4 separate regions of the Sus scrofa genome follow, and all the other regions are linked to region 2. Evidence: chromatin contacts called from public HiChIP or PLAC-seq data. All regions are on one chromosome and are shown on one strand. Each heading gives the region's core, a stretch centred on a gene start, on an enhancer-like site or on the middle of the called end of the contact. The rest is flanking DNA. Distances are from core to core; before and after follow the strand shown.

Evidence for each region. HiChIP or PLAC-seq counts read pairs in DNA pulled down with a chosen protein or histone mark.
Region 1: an H3K27ac HiChIP or PLAC-seq map of skeletal muscle shows a contact between it and region 2, with 7 times the contacts expected there. The contact joins two enhancer-like sites. A contact is called at or near these places in 5 of 47 Hi-C or Micro-C datasets (embryonic fibroblasts, liver, psoas muscle and 1 more) and 1 of 2 datasets of contacts at active chromatin or transcription factors (skeletal muscle).
Region 3: a contact with region 2 is called in an H3K27ac HiChIP or PLAC-seq map of skeletal muscle, with 5 times the contacts expected there. The contact joins two enhancer-like sites. A contact is called at or near these places in 1 of 47 Hi-C or Micro-C datasets (embryonic fibroblasts) and 1 of 2 datasets of contacts at active chromatin or transcription factors (skeletal muscle).
Region 4: an H3K27ac HiChIP or PLAC-seq map of skeletal muscle shows a contact between it and region 2. The contact joins the promoter of KCNC1 here to the enhancer-like site in region 2. A contact is called at or near these places in 3 of 5 promoter capture datasets (fetal liver, fetal skeletal muscle and liver), 28 of 47 Hi-C or Micro-C datasets (adipocytes, adipose tissue, alveolar macrophages and 16 more) and 2 of 2 datasets of contacts at active chromatin or transcription factors (alveolar macrophages and skeletal muscle).

Annotation. Positions count from the first base shown.
Region 1 is chr2:41,295,228-41,298,281 of Sscrofa11.1, reverse strand. All of the region lies in intron 10 of SERGEF (secretion-regulating guanine nucleotide exchange factor), which reads right to left. Among named protein-coding and RNA genes, the nearest start is that of KCNC1, 110 kb to the left of the region's middle. Within about 2 kb of position 1,366, at least 7 of the 83 cell types and tissues checked have an H3K27ac peak or open chromatin away from gene starts, as enhancers often do. A contact at or near this core is called in skeletal muscle, where this site is marked.
Region 2 is chr2:41,153,148-41,156,428 of Sscrofa11.1, reverse strand. All of the region lies in intron 8 of SERGEF (secretion-regulating guanine nucleotide exchange factor), which reads right to left. Among named protein-coding and RNA genes, the nearest start is that of SERGEF, 41 kb to the right of the region's middle. Within about 2 kb of position 1,663, at least 2 of the 83 cell types and tissues checked have an H3K27ac peak or open chromatin away from gene starts, as enhancers often do. A contact at or near this core is called in skeletal muscle, where this site is marked.
Region 3 is chr2:41,347,137-41,350,476 of Sscrofa11.1, reverse strand. It overlaps SERGEF (secretion-regulating guanine nucleotide exchange factor), which reads right to left. Exons shown (of 12, transcript XR_301734.3): 11 at 2,306-2,480. Among named protein-coding and RNA genes, the nearest start is that of KCNC1, 59 kb to the left of the region's middle. Within about 2 kb of position 1,331, at least 2 of the 83 cell types and tissues checked have an H3K27ac peak or open chromatin away from gene starts, as enhancers often do. A contact at or near this core is called in skeletal muscle, where this site is marked.
Region 4 is chr2:41,405,885-41,409,359 of Sscrofa11.1, reverse strand. KCNC1 (potassium voltage-gated channel subfamily C member 1) reads left to right here and starts at 1,425. Exons shown (of 4, transcript XM_021083271.1): 1 at 1,425-2,442. The coding sequence starts at 1,873.

The sequences.
Region 1 (3,054 bases), core at 117-2,616, 140 kb before region 2:
GAGGTGTGGCGCAGCCTGCCAGGAAAGGATGGTGTTTCCTGAACTGGCAGAAGACTAAAGAGGCGGCATCAGACCGACAGCTCAGATCAGACACTTGAAGTGGCCTCTGGGTGTGGGGGTAGGGGGGTGGGGCCTGAGAGAGAACGCTACGGAGAGGACTTCAGCATGACCTCAGCTTCTAAATGGATTAAATGGGAGGGGGTGGGAAGAACACTGGATGAGAAGTCAGAGGGGGAACTAGAGGAAGGAAAGAAACATTGACTGAGCACCTGGTCCACCACAGACTCTGTGCTATTCAGTTTACATACATGCATGCAGTGTTGTAAGCACCCTCCCAGGGAGGTCGCAAGATCTTCATTTGATACAGAGGCTCAGACAAGTTATGCTAGCTCTGTGAATATTAGGATGCTTATCTGTAAAAGGGATGACAATAAAACCCATTCCCCACATCTAGTGTGACACTGCAAGGATGTATGGTGCAGAGCACCTTTCACCATGCTGGATGCTTTCGCAACTTTACTGTCATCACTAATGTGGATAACCATCTATAATACTAACGACTGGTGGCGTGTATGACGTCACAGAGCAGATGAGTATCAGAGGTGAGACGTGCATGCTTGAGGGCGCTTTCATTCAGTCAGGCTGCCCCTTAGAAGACCAGGACTTGAAAAACAGCTCTGCCAATAATTAGCTTGGATACATTACTGCACCTTGTTCTTTGAATCTGAATAAAGGGGCCAAGAACTCCACTCTACAGAGCCTGCAGGGATGCTGGAGGAGAAAATCACCAGTGAACAGAAATGTGCATTGTGTGTGCAGATGGAAACTGGGATGACTGTCACGGGCGCCCTGAACGGGGGCAAGTATCTTCAGGCTGGCAAGATTCGAGTGTGGTAGATGGTGACCTATGAAGCCAGAGCCATGCCTGAGGCACCAAGGATTCCACAGGCAGCAAATGGCCTTGAGTTGACAGTGACTGTGCTAGCTCCGTCCAAAGGCTAGTGCATATCTTGTTAATGCTCCCCTGGAAAATAAAAACAGTGTGGGCCTCCTAAGATGCCATCAGAAACACAATTCAGGAGTTTATCCAACCCGTTGGGAAAATAGCTCCTCGTAAAATCAGCTTTAGGAAAGAGCTGGCGTGAGAAGGGGACATAGCGAGAATTCTTACAGGGGTCAGATTGCAGCAACGTGCCACCCTCGGAACCTGAAAGGATTTCTCTGTAATGAGGACCGTGTTTTCTGGGGAAACTTAAGCCAGGTGGGCTAACTGCTTGCTGAGCCTGTGTCTCCTCAGGCAGAAACAGGACAGTGTGTCCCAGTCCACTGCAGGCTGCCAGTGGGCTGACACACGGCCTGCATTTGTGCTCTGGGGAGCGACGAATGTTCTCTCTGAGCAAAGCATACACACCCAGGCCACGTGCACACACTAGAGTTGGCTGCTGATCCGAGGCAGCTGATCAGGGGCCCCACAGAGCTTGTCCTGCTCTTACGTCCTGGGGTGCTGGCTTCTAGGCTTAACTCATCTGACCCTCGCACACACAAAACTTGGCGAGGTACTGGGGACCTGGTTTTGCAGACCAGGAGAAGGAAATTCAGACAGCAACTCGCCCAGGTCACGTAGTTAGGAGAAGGGGGAGCCGGGATTTAGCCGAGGTCCTTCTAACTGCAAGGACACTTTGGTCCTCGGCAGACTTGCCTAAGGCACATTTAGTTTTCAAGATAGAAAGGCAAAGCCAAGAATGAGAGAAGCTTAGAGATGTGATTCTCAGTCTACCATCCCACCTGACATACGGTCATGTGACCCCTGCAGGAGGGCCTCCCCAGGTCCTCACCATCCACTCCAATTGTACCAAGTTCTTTGTTCCACTAACGTAGGCAATGTCGGCTTCCCCTGGGTGCTTAAATTGGCATGGTCTCCCCCACCCCCCACCACGTGCATGTTAAATATACCAGGGGATTTTTGCAAGGACACCATGCTCCCTGTCGCGATGGTAATCACTGTCCTGAATTCATGTGGCTGGTGAGTTTGGATTTTCACAAGGCAAATGTTCTTAGAGCATGTATCTGTCCCACGTGGGTATTCACAGATCCTATCACATGGTGCCAGGGTGAGATGAGTCACTCCTCCATTCTCCCCCTTCCTGCCCGTCAGTCCCGATAAGGACACAAAGCCTGCGCTGCCACTTCTCTCCCCACCCCTCACCTGGACACAAAGAGATGCTCTCAGACAACAAACTGGGACATGTGGCCAGTTGGAGCTCAGACTGCCCAGCCGAATCCCTTTCAAAGTGGAGAACTGGCACTGAGGCAGTCACTGTCTAGGGAGACTCTGTGAAAGAGAGGAAACCAAGACAGACCTGGGAGTCTCAGCTGCCGAGGGAGCCCTGACAAACCAAGTCTCCGAAGTCAAGGACATGTCCCCTGGATTAAGTCAGCAGTCAGCATCCTGGAGAATTAGTATTCAGAGAAAGGGCAGCATCCTGCTTGGTTTCCGTCTGATCACAAGGACAGCAATGCCAGAAAGGTTCTGGGGATGACACTCCCCAAAGAACCAGAGGTCTTTCTGACTTGGCATTGTGCCTGACATGTTGTAAATATCTATTAATAGCAGATATTTTAATTAATTAGTGAAAAAAGAAATGAACACACATCAGACACAAATATCTCACCCACAGATGTGGGGAGAAAAATACCTAAAACAACATGCATCGATACCTGAATTGCTTTCCCCGGAGAAGCGGACTCTCTCCCTAGGTTGTTCCTACCCTTCCCTCTGGCTGAATTCTCTCACAACACCCCTTTTCTGGTAAGGAAACAGAACCACGAAGGGTGAGAAGCAAATGAGCCCTCAGACCAACTGGACTAAACAAGCCTGACCCCCAGAGAGTCTGGATCTGAGTCAGAGTGTCCAAAGGCATTCCACGGCCATTGTGTCCTATTGTTGGCAGCCCTGGGCACGAACACCTACATCGAGATGCCTAAAAGGCACCACAAATGCAGTGTGCTCCAGATCAGATTAAGATCTATCTTTCTACCCAAATCTGGTGGTAT
Region 2 (3,281 bases), core at 414-2,913:
AAGTCTCTCTTAGGAGAGTACTGCCGGGCCATGGAGGGGCCCTGGGCTAGGGACCCCTGGTCTCATCCTGGCTCTGCATCCGTCAGCTGTGGCACCACCTCCCTGGGCTTCTGTTTCCCCAAATTTCAAATGAGGCCGAGACGGTCCCCTCCAGCATTAAAATTCCCTGCCTTCTTACTACTCTCACTAACAGGGCAAAAAAGTAAGTTACCTTTGATGTTAATTTTGTGCCACAGGGTTAACTTTCTGAAAAAAAGTGGTGCTTCATATTCGCTGGCTAAAGGGGCAAAATGCCGAGTGGAGCCCCTGACCCCAGGGGCTGGCTAGGGGAAGGTGCACAGAGGAGAGCCAGAGGTTAGAACCTTCCAGCAGCCAGGCAGAAAGGCCCAGGCAAATGGCAAGTGGGTCTCTGGGAAGCAGTGCTGTCCATGACGTCCTGCTTGGGAGCTCAGTCACCTGCAGGGAACAAAGTGCTTTGTCACCCAGGATCTTACTCGATCCTCGCAACCCCCTCGAGTTGACATGATGACGTTGCCGACCCCGATGTCACACTGTGCAAGGTAAGGCCAAGTAACTAGGAGCGGGGTGAGTCTTAACCTCTCGTTGCCTCACACGTAAAATGGGAGGGAGCCCCGCTCAGCAAACTTTGTGTAAGGATTAAATAGATATTTTTGCAAAGCTCTGGCAAAATGCCTGGCACACAGTGCGTCCTGGGTAAATCTGAGGAACCCTTCCCCACAGCCTCCTTCTCCTCAGGGATCTGTGAGGAAGCCCTGAAGCGGCTCATCTTCAAGCCCAGAAGAAATGCTTCAGGAGGGAAGGTCACGTGACCTTCCCTGCAGGCCCCAGAGGGCAGACCTGGGGGCCGGGTGGCTCCAGTCCCCACCCGTCTCGCACTTTCTAAGGGTCACCCAGCTCACCTCAGGGAGAGGGCCCCGCGGGAACCCAGAGTACCTCCAAACCAGTGGCAGAGATGAGCCCTGAGCAGAAAAAGCCCGTAAGAGCCACCCTCCCTTGAGGCAGGGCCTTCCCTCCCTTGTTCATATTTATCACCCTCAGGAGACCTGCAGCTGTTCCTCAGAACAAAGCCTGAATAAGGGACCCATGCTCTTCTTGAGGGATTCCAGACCCTTCTGACCCTATCTGGCCCCATGTTAAGCAAACACTTAACAAGGCTAGGGTACACTTCCCACATCTAGGCCTTTGTTTCCAGAATGCCTTCTGCCTGGAGCGCCCTCCTCAGCCTACTCAACAAATATTTGTTGAATAACAGAGTGAAGGCAGGAAGGAAGGAATGTGTGAATGAGTGCGTGACATAATATATCCCCACGAGGCAGCCAAAATAGAGATTATGATTCTCACTTAACTGATGAGGAAATCTAGGCCCAGAGAGCTTAAATGACTTGCCTAAGAGCACACAGCCAACAAGCCGCCAAATCAGAACTTGAGCCTGGCTCCTCAGGGCTCTTGGGACCACGTCAAGCTTCCTCTGAAGGTAAAAAGTCAAGCTTAGGTTAGGAAAAAGCTGATCCAAGATTCCTCAAAATGGGCCGCTTTCATCTTGGCACATATCCGAGAGCACTTTAAGGCACTGGCTGTCACTACGATTATTGAGAGTTCCCGAGAGACAGGCAAGGTCCCTTGAGAAAGGGCAAGCACAGTGCCATCTGTCAAGAACCTAAAAATGATGGCACAATTACAGGCCGGTCACTTAATGCTCACTTTCAGAGAGCTCCTGGAACAAATCAATCCCCACCAGGAAAGAGGAGGAGGGCTCTCTGAATGGAAACTCAGCCCTCGTGCCAGGGGCCTCCGAGCCCTTCCCAGAACCTTCCTGTGAGCTCGCAGCATGGCTGGTGCCCCTGCCCACTGTGGACAGATTGAGCAGCCGAGGACCCAAGGCTTTGCAGCCATGCAGGGGCAAAGCTGGCCTCCCAGCCCTGGGGCACCAAGCAGCACTGGCGGCCTCAGGGAGCGAGCGCTCTCTGCACTGAGCTTCTCCAAGAAGGTGGGAAGAGGGCAGGCCCACAGGCTGGTGTCCCGAGCATGGCCACTGAAAATGCATCGCTCCCATGCCAGGAAGCTGCAGCTACTCCATGCGACTAACCCTGATGGAGCCCTTCGTCTACACTAGGGGAGACCTGGGGTGGGGGAGGGGGTGGTAAAACAGACCAGGTCCCTCGCACCTGGTGAGGGGGAAGCATTGACAAATGAACAAGCAAATAATGATACTGTGATTTCAGGCAGTGAAAACTGCTCTGGTGGAAAGTAAAGCAGGGCAGGGAGTAGAGTGTGGGAGACAGGAGGAGGTGGCTATTTTCAATGGGATGGACAGGGAGGTGACAGTGGGCAGAGAGCAACGGAAGTGTGGCAGTCACTACACGGGGCGAGGGGGAGAGGGAAAAACCAGGGAACTGCAGGGGTCCCCACGCAGAGAAGAGAGGTACCTCTTCTCAGAAGGCGTCCCACCACCAGACACCACTCCGGAACCTGCTCCACAAAGACCTGCCTTTGCTGCTTCAAAGGTCTCCTCTCCCCAGCAGCCCACCATAAGCTTTCTCCAAAGAGAAAAAAGAATTGTTTCTCCCTGCCCTGCAGCCTGGGAGGTGCCTGCTACGCTCCCAGGGCAGTCGCTTTGCGGGGAGGCGGCACAAGGAGATGAAATGAGTCTAACCTTTGACATCAAACAGAACATAGTCCAGGGGTCTGCTTGGCGTAACCAGCTGTGTTACTTTAGACAAGCCACTCAGCCTCTCCGAGCCTCAATTTCCTCTCTTGGACTATGGAGGCAATGGCCCCTACCTCAGAGGATCATGAGGACGAGGTAAGTGGCAGCTGGCACAGCACCCGGTCCATGGTAAGTGCTTGGCAAAGACTGGTTCCCTGCCCTACACTGACCCCCTTTGAAATTTTTTTAAAAAATTTATTCAACCAATTGTGCCAACTTACTATAATGTGCCTCTGGCACGGCCCTGGGCCTGCTCATCTGCTGGGTGTAGGGGCTCTGAGGTGACTTTGATGAAGATTCCATCATGGCGCAACCTGATTAGAGGAACTTGAACCAGAGGAGAACTGGGCAGACAGAAAGGGAACAGAAAATGCCATGGACACTGCCCTTACTGCAGATGAAATCATTAGGATCAGATGCTCAGTGAAATCGGGATCAAGGCAGACAGTTAACTGCTGTCCCCTCCTCTTTCCACCTCTGGCTCACCATCCCAGGGCCCAAGTCCTTGTCTCCTGGCTCTTCCTGTGGGGCAGCCAGCTAGAGGCCAAAGCCA
Region 3 (3,340 bases), core at 82-2,581, 190 kb before region 2:
ATAGGTCACAGACGTGGCTTGGATCCCAAGTTGCTGTGGCTGTGGCGTAGGCCAGTGGCTACAGCTCCGATTAGACTCTTAGCCTGGGAACCTCCATATGCCACGGGTGCAGCCCCTAGAAAAAGACAAAAAAAAAAAAAAAAAAGAATATTAATTCTGGGGAGTCCCTGCTGTGGCTCAGCAGGTTAAGAACCTGACTAGTATCTATGAGGATGTGAGTTTACTCCCTGGCCTCACTCAGTGGGTTAAGGATCCCACATTGCCATGAGCTACGGTATAGGTTGAAGACACGGCTCAGATTTGGGGTTGCTGTGGCTGTGGCATAGGCCAGAAGCCTGGGAACTTCCATATGCCATAGGTGTGGCCCTAAAAAGCAAAAAAGAAAAAAGAAAAATCAATTCTGTACCATATCTGGCATGAATGTTTTTTCTCAGCTTGATTTAAAATTTTGTTTTGGGAGTTCCTGTCATGGCACAGCAGAAACAAATCCGACTAAGAATCATGAGGTTGTAGGTTTGATCCCTGGCCTCACTCAGTGGGTTAAGGATCTGGTGTTACTGTGAGCTGTGGTGTACATTGCAGACGTGGCTCGGATCTGGCATGGCTGTGGCTGTGGCTGTGGTAAAGGCTGGCAGCTACAGCTCTGATTCGACCCCTAGCCTGGGAACCTCCATATGCCATGGGTGTGGCCCTAAAAAGACAACATTTTGACGTTAAACATGTTTTATGGTTCTAGGTAGTAAAATTTCTTGATTCCCCCCCCGCCCCGCCCCGGCTACAGTGAGCAGCAGCTTGATGTGGGATCTCAGTTCCCAGACCAAGGATTGAACCCAGGCTGCAGTGGCGAAAGAGCTGAGTCCTAACCACTAGACCACCAGGGAACTCCCATCTTGATCTTTTATCTTACCATTTTTTCCATTGCTTGTGAGAATTGAAAACCTATTCCTATCCAGAGCAGGACATATTCTTTGTGATGTTTTTTCCAATGACCTGAGTTTTTTAATCTTTACATTTCACTCACTATCCACTGACAATCTGTTCTGCAGACCACTCTTTCACAGAGGGAGGCTGGCTGGCCCGGGATTACCCTTCCCTTTTCCTCTTCCCTGGCAGGAAGGCACTCGTTAGCCAAAAGCTTGGGTTTGAGGAAACATAGCTGTCTGCCTGTTTGGCCCCTGAGCGAGGAAATGCACACAGAGAGGATGAACCCCAGGCCGCAGCTCCTACAGTTAAGCAGGAGTTTCAGCCAAGCTGATCGGAGGCACGAGGTGGAGAGTGGAACGGGCTTGGTGCCTGCGGGCCCAACTCGGCACCTGGCGTGGGCTTTGCGCCCGGCCCTGGTGAGCGGCACCAGCTGACGGTCAGCAGGAATGGGGGTGGGAGGAAGGCAGCGCGGACCCACCAGCAGGACGCAGCACAATGGGCAGCTGGCAGGTCCCTCTCCTCCTGCCAAAGGAAACACGCTCCGAGGAAGCCACGCTCGGGCCGGGGGAGCCCACTGGGTCGAGAAGTCTGGCAAAGGCTCAGAAATAGCTTCCGCCGATACTTCCAAAGAAGCTGACTCGAGGTTAGGGGCTTTCTATTCTTCATCTCATTTAATCCCAACAACCCTGTGAGGCCATCATGTTCTACACATTATTCTCACCTTCTGGAGGACACAACTGAGGCTCTAGAACCCAGGCAATGCGGCTCCAGAATCTGTACTAAACTCTGCATATTCTACACCAGAGTTTGCCAAATTTATTCCACAAAGGCAGACAGTAAATATTTTAGGTTTAGTCTCATTCAGTCTCTGTTGCATATTCTTACTCTTTTTCTTTCTTTTTTCTTTTTTTGTCTTTTTAGGGCAGCACCCACAGCACATGGAGGTTCCCAGGCTAGGGGCTGACTAGGAGCTATAGCCACCGGCCTACACCACAGCCAAAGCAACATGGGATCTGAGCCACATCTGCAACCTACACCACAGCTCACAGCAACACTGGATCCTTAACCCACTGAGCAAGGCCAGGGATCGAACCTGTATCCTCATGGATAACTAGTCAGATTCATTTCCGCTGAGCCATGAATGGAACTCCATTGAGCCACGACAGGAACTCCTTATTCTTTATTTAAACCTTTCAAAATCATTCTTAGCTTGCAAGGCCATACAAAACAATCCACGAGTAAGATCTAGCCTGTGGGCTGTACTCTGCCAGCCCCGGTGTATAGATATAACACAGCCTATGCACTGTGGACTGTGCTATGCTCTCCTGGGCCCCACATCACCACACAGCTGTGTGACAATAGTACTTCTGTCCCCACCTACCTCATAAGGGTTGCTAGGAGGAAGCCTGCATGAGCTGATACCCGTGTAATGCCCTGGTACAGTGCCTGACACACAGTCACAGCTCACACCCACGTATGAAGTGGGCCACAGCGGGGAGGAGGAACAGGCAGGGAAAGCCATGCTGGTGGCAAACCTTCCCAGCAGATGAGGGGGCCTAGGGTGGAAAGAAAAGTCAGGGGTTCCCGAACACTTTAAACAAACCTCCTACAGAAAAAAAAAAAACCCAGGCTGCTGAAGTGGAAGAGCGAAAGCTGGGCTATCCCCGTAGCAGACGGACTCCCACAGGACATTTCTAAGTTCTGAGCTCCTGCAGCGTTTTAGGGTATGTTTCACACACACCTACCCTCCACCCTCACCTAGGGCCACCTATTCAGGAACACAGGGAAGATGGGAGAGCCTTCTGGTCTCCGCAAGATGCTTCTACGCGGAGAGGTGAGAGGAAGGGGGATGGCCCCATGAGAAGCCTCTTCCTAAGCTTACTGGAGTACAGGACACCCACTTTTCAAAACAGATAAGTTCAGGATGATTCCTGGCCCTACAGAGGATTCTCTGCAGCATGCCTGGCACTCGCCAGGTTCTTGAGGACACTGAAATCCCACCTGATTGACGCAGATCCGCTTCACTGGCCCCGAGACACTTGGCTGAACCTTGGGCGGAGACCTCAGGGTTAAAAGGGATTCCCTAACCTCTTTGGAGCCTGGGCCCCTGCTCCTGGGGTTCGGTGGGGTTGATCCAGGCTGTGACAAGTGACGAGGCTCATGGCCCACCACACCTGCGTCAGCCTAAGAGCCCTGCAGGCAGCGGAACCTCGGGGCTGGCAGGGTCCCTGGCACAGGCTGGACACAGTCCCCAAATCTGTTCAGGTCTTGTGGCACCTGCCCGAGCTTCCTGGCAACCCAGGTCCTCCCAGGGCCTTCTGGTGCTGGGACTGCAGCCCAGGGCTAGGAAGCGGGCAGCCTTTTTGTTGGAGGGTCCTGCCTGGGAGGGGCGAACACCTGAGCATGTGTGGCAGAG
Region 4 (3,475 bases), core at 176-2,675, 250 kb before region 2:
GATCAGTATGGCAGAGTGTGTGGCACTCATGGGAGTCCAGGGTCAGCCTGGAGTTAAGAGGAGCCCATGGTCTGAAAAGGGTCGGAAGGGGTCCAGGATTACCAGGTTGTTGGTAGATGTCTTCCAAGACAACACAACCTAGCAGCGGGGTAACACACACCCACTCGGGGAGTGTTATTTTGGAATCCATGAAAGAGGTTTGCTATGGAAGGGACATGGGGGCTCCAGGTTCCCTGGAAGGGTCGATATTAAGGAGCTACTTGGAGAGGTCAATACTGGTCCAGGTCAAGGTGTCTCTGATAGTGGTCTGGAGTGTCTTGTTTCACTGGGGGATCAGACAGTCCCCAGTTTGGAAAGAGAGGGGAGGGAACCGACGCCCTTCTCACTTCAGTCTGACCCTGGGGGCGCGAGTCGAGACGTCTCTCTGAGCCTCCGCCCATCGAGGGGTGCTCCCTCGGGGCGGAGCGTCGGCGGGTCCCCCGGGAGCCGTAGGACTGGTGCCAGGCTGGCGCCCCCAGCGCCGGGGTTGAGGGAGGCCGGGCTCTGCGCGGGGCTGGGAGGGGGGCGCGGAATCAGGGCTTTTTAGGACCCAGCGCGGCGCCTCCCTCTGGGGGCGAGTGCGGCTGCGCGCGCCGTGTGCCCGTGTCCGGAGAGCGGCGGGCTGGACGCGGACCGCGCGAGCGAGCAAGCGAGCCAGCTAGCCGAGCAGCAACCCCGGTGGCAGCAGCGTCGCGGCGGCGGCGGCCGCTCCGCGCCTCGCCTCCCCGGCCTCTCCAGCCTTGCCTCGCCGCGCCCGGACCCGCCACCCCCGCCTCCCCGGCCCGACCGCCGCAGCCCCCTGGCCTCGGCCAGCAGCGCCAACCGCCTGCCCGAAGCAGGGCGCAGAGCGCGGGGCGCAGAGGCACCAGAGCCAGTGCCCGCCGGCCCCGCAGACCGAACCGAGCCCGGAGAACCCTTGCCGGGCCCCGCGCAGCTCCGCAACCGTCCGGGAGCTGTCCCTTCAGCACCGCCGCCGGAGCCGGAGCCTGAGTCCGAGCGCAGCCCAGCGGAGAGCCCCAGCTCCAGCCGGAGCGCACCGAGCTCAGCGCTCCGCGGCAGCAGCAACGAGCAGCACCCCGGGTGCCCCTGCCCAGGGGGCCCGCCATCTCCTCCGAGAGGCGGGGAGAAGGAGCGTGGAGGGCGGGCGGGCAGGCGCGCCCGCCGCCGGGGGGAGCAGGCAGCCAGGCAAGGAGAGGGAGGGGGCCGGAGTCCGCCCCGCGCCCGAGCTGCAGCCGGGCCACGCAGGGAGGAAGGCAGCGGGCGTCCATCTCCCCGGCGCCGAGAGCGCGCTGCGGCGACCACCTCACAGCCAGAGCGCGAATTTCCCGGCCCCCTCTCCTCCCCTCCCCTCCCCCTTCCGGGGCTGGTCTATGTCCGGCCCCGGGAGCGGCTGACCTTCCCCCCAAAAGCTTTGTGTCGATTTCTCCATTTTCCCGCTGAGATGGGGACGGGAGCCCGGTCCCCCCACCCTCTTTTCCCTCCTCCCGGGGTTCGCCTCTGAGCGCCGCCCCCCTCCCTCCTTTCCTCCTCCCTCTCTCCTTCCCTCCCTTCTTTCCTCCTCTGCCTCCTCCGCAGCCGGACCAGCTCCCTCCCACATCTGGCGCTTAGAGACCCTGGGGATCCCGCGCACACTCCCTTGGACCAGCACCAGACAGAAAGCGCCTTGAGGGGCTTGGGTAGTTTTTCGGGTGGCCAGAGCCGCGGTCCTCTGTCCCCCCGACGGCTGGGGGGAGGGGGGAGGAGGCCGCGCGCCCCCCTCCCCGACGCCAACTCCCCCTGGCGGCCGCTCCCATGGGTGTCGCTGGGCCGCGCCATGCCTAAGGAGGCGCCGCGATGGGCCAAGGGGACGAAAGCGAGCGCATCGTGATCAACGTGGGCGGCACGCGCCACCAGACGTACCGCTCGACGCTGCGCACGCTGCCCGGCACGCGGCTCGCCTGGCTGGCTGAGCCCGACGCCCACAGCCACTTCGACTATGACCCGCGCGCCGACGAATTCTTTTTCGACCGCCACCCGGGCGTCTTCGCGCACATCCTGAACTACTACCGCACGGGCAAGCTGCACTGCCCGGCCGACGTGTGCGGGCCACTCTATGAGGAGGAGCTGGCCTTCTGGGGCATCGACGAGACCGACGTGGAGCCCTGCTGCTGGATGACGTACCGCCAGCACCGTGACGCCGAGGAGGCGCTGGACAGCTTCGGCGGCGCGCCCCTGGACAACAGCGCCGACGACGCTGACGCCGACGGCCCTGGCGACTCAGGCGACGGCGAGGACGAGTTGGAGATGACCAAGCGCCTGGCGCTCAGCGACTCCCCGGACGGCCGGCCCGGCGGCTTCTGGCGCCGATGGCAGCCGCGCATCTGGGCGCTCTTCGAGGACCCCTACTCATCCCGCTACGCGCGGGTAAGTGACAGCTTCCCCATCAGAAGAGCGGGGCGGGAAGGCAGCGTTCTCTGCCTCCCGCGGGTAGGGGTAGATTCGAGAACTGGCTCCTAGGAAATCAGAACTGAAAGATGTGTGTGTGCACGCGTATGTGTATATACACACATACCTGTGTAAGAGTCGGAGTGGCTTCTCAAGGGTCACTAGCTCTGCACGTATGTAAGTTCTGTGCATTTCCAAATTTAATATGTATGAGTATGAATGGGTGTGTTTGTGTGTGAGTAGACTGTGTGTGCATATTTATGTAAGTGTGGTGGTGTATATTTGGGTGGATAAAGTATGTAGTAGGAATGAGTGAGCATGTGTGTATGAGTGTGCAGGAGTGCCCATGCACACGTATTTGCATCTTTGCAGGTGTACAGGGTGAAGGTGTGAACTGTCCTATGGATTCTGGTGTGGGGAGGGAAGCTGGGGCCCTCCTTCTCTCCCCAGGGAAGGGGTATCTGGAGCCAGCTGGGGCCCACAGAAGAGAGCTTGAGAGCTGGTCTCCTGCTTGTGACAGACCTCCCCCTCCACCAGCGCAGCCTCAGGCCATCCTGGGGGTAGGGTCAAGAGGGATTCTTTATGGCTATCAATCGATAGTTGGTGTAAGGCTGGGCTGTGGGGAGAAGAATGTGACCCCTCTGAGACCTGCTCCTGGAGACACAGGCTGCCCTTCGTCCTTGTCAAAGGGGGCAGGGGGGGCTGGAGGGGGGCCCTGGGCTTCTGCCTGTGCTTCCTCTGGGACCCATCAGAATGGAGAGGGGTCCTACAGGGGGAACCTGGGAGGACAGGACAAGGTGTGTGAGAGGTGGGTGTGTCTTCCTCAGCCACTCCCCTTTAATGACAGCATCTTGTTGCTAGGGAGAAAGGGCTACTGACCTTGGCCCTCAGATAGCCCCTCTGGATCAGTTTCCTCATCTGTGAAATGGGAGAGGGGCCGTCTGGTGAATTCTAAGGGGATCCTGCTTAACCTTGTCTGAAAGGGAGATACCAGCGGTGACCTACCCTGCAA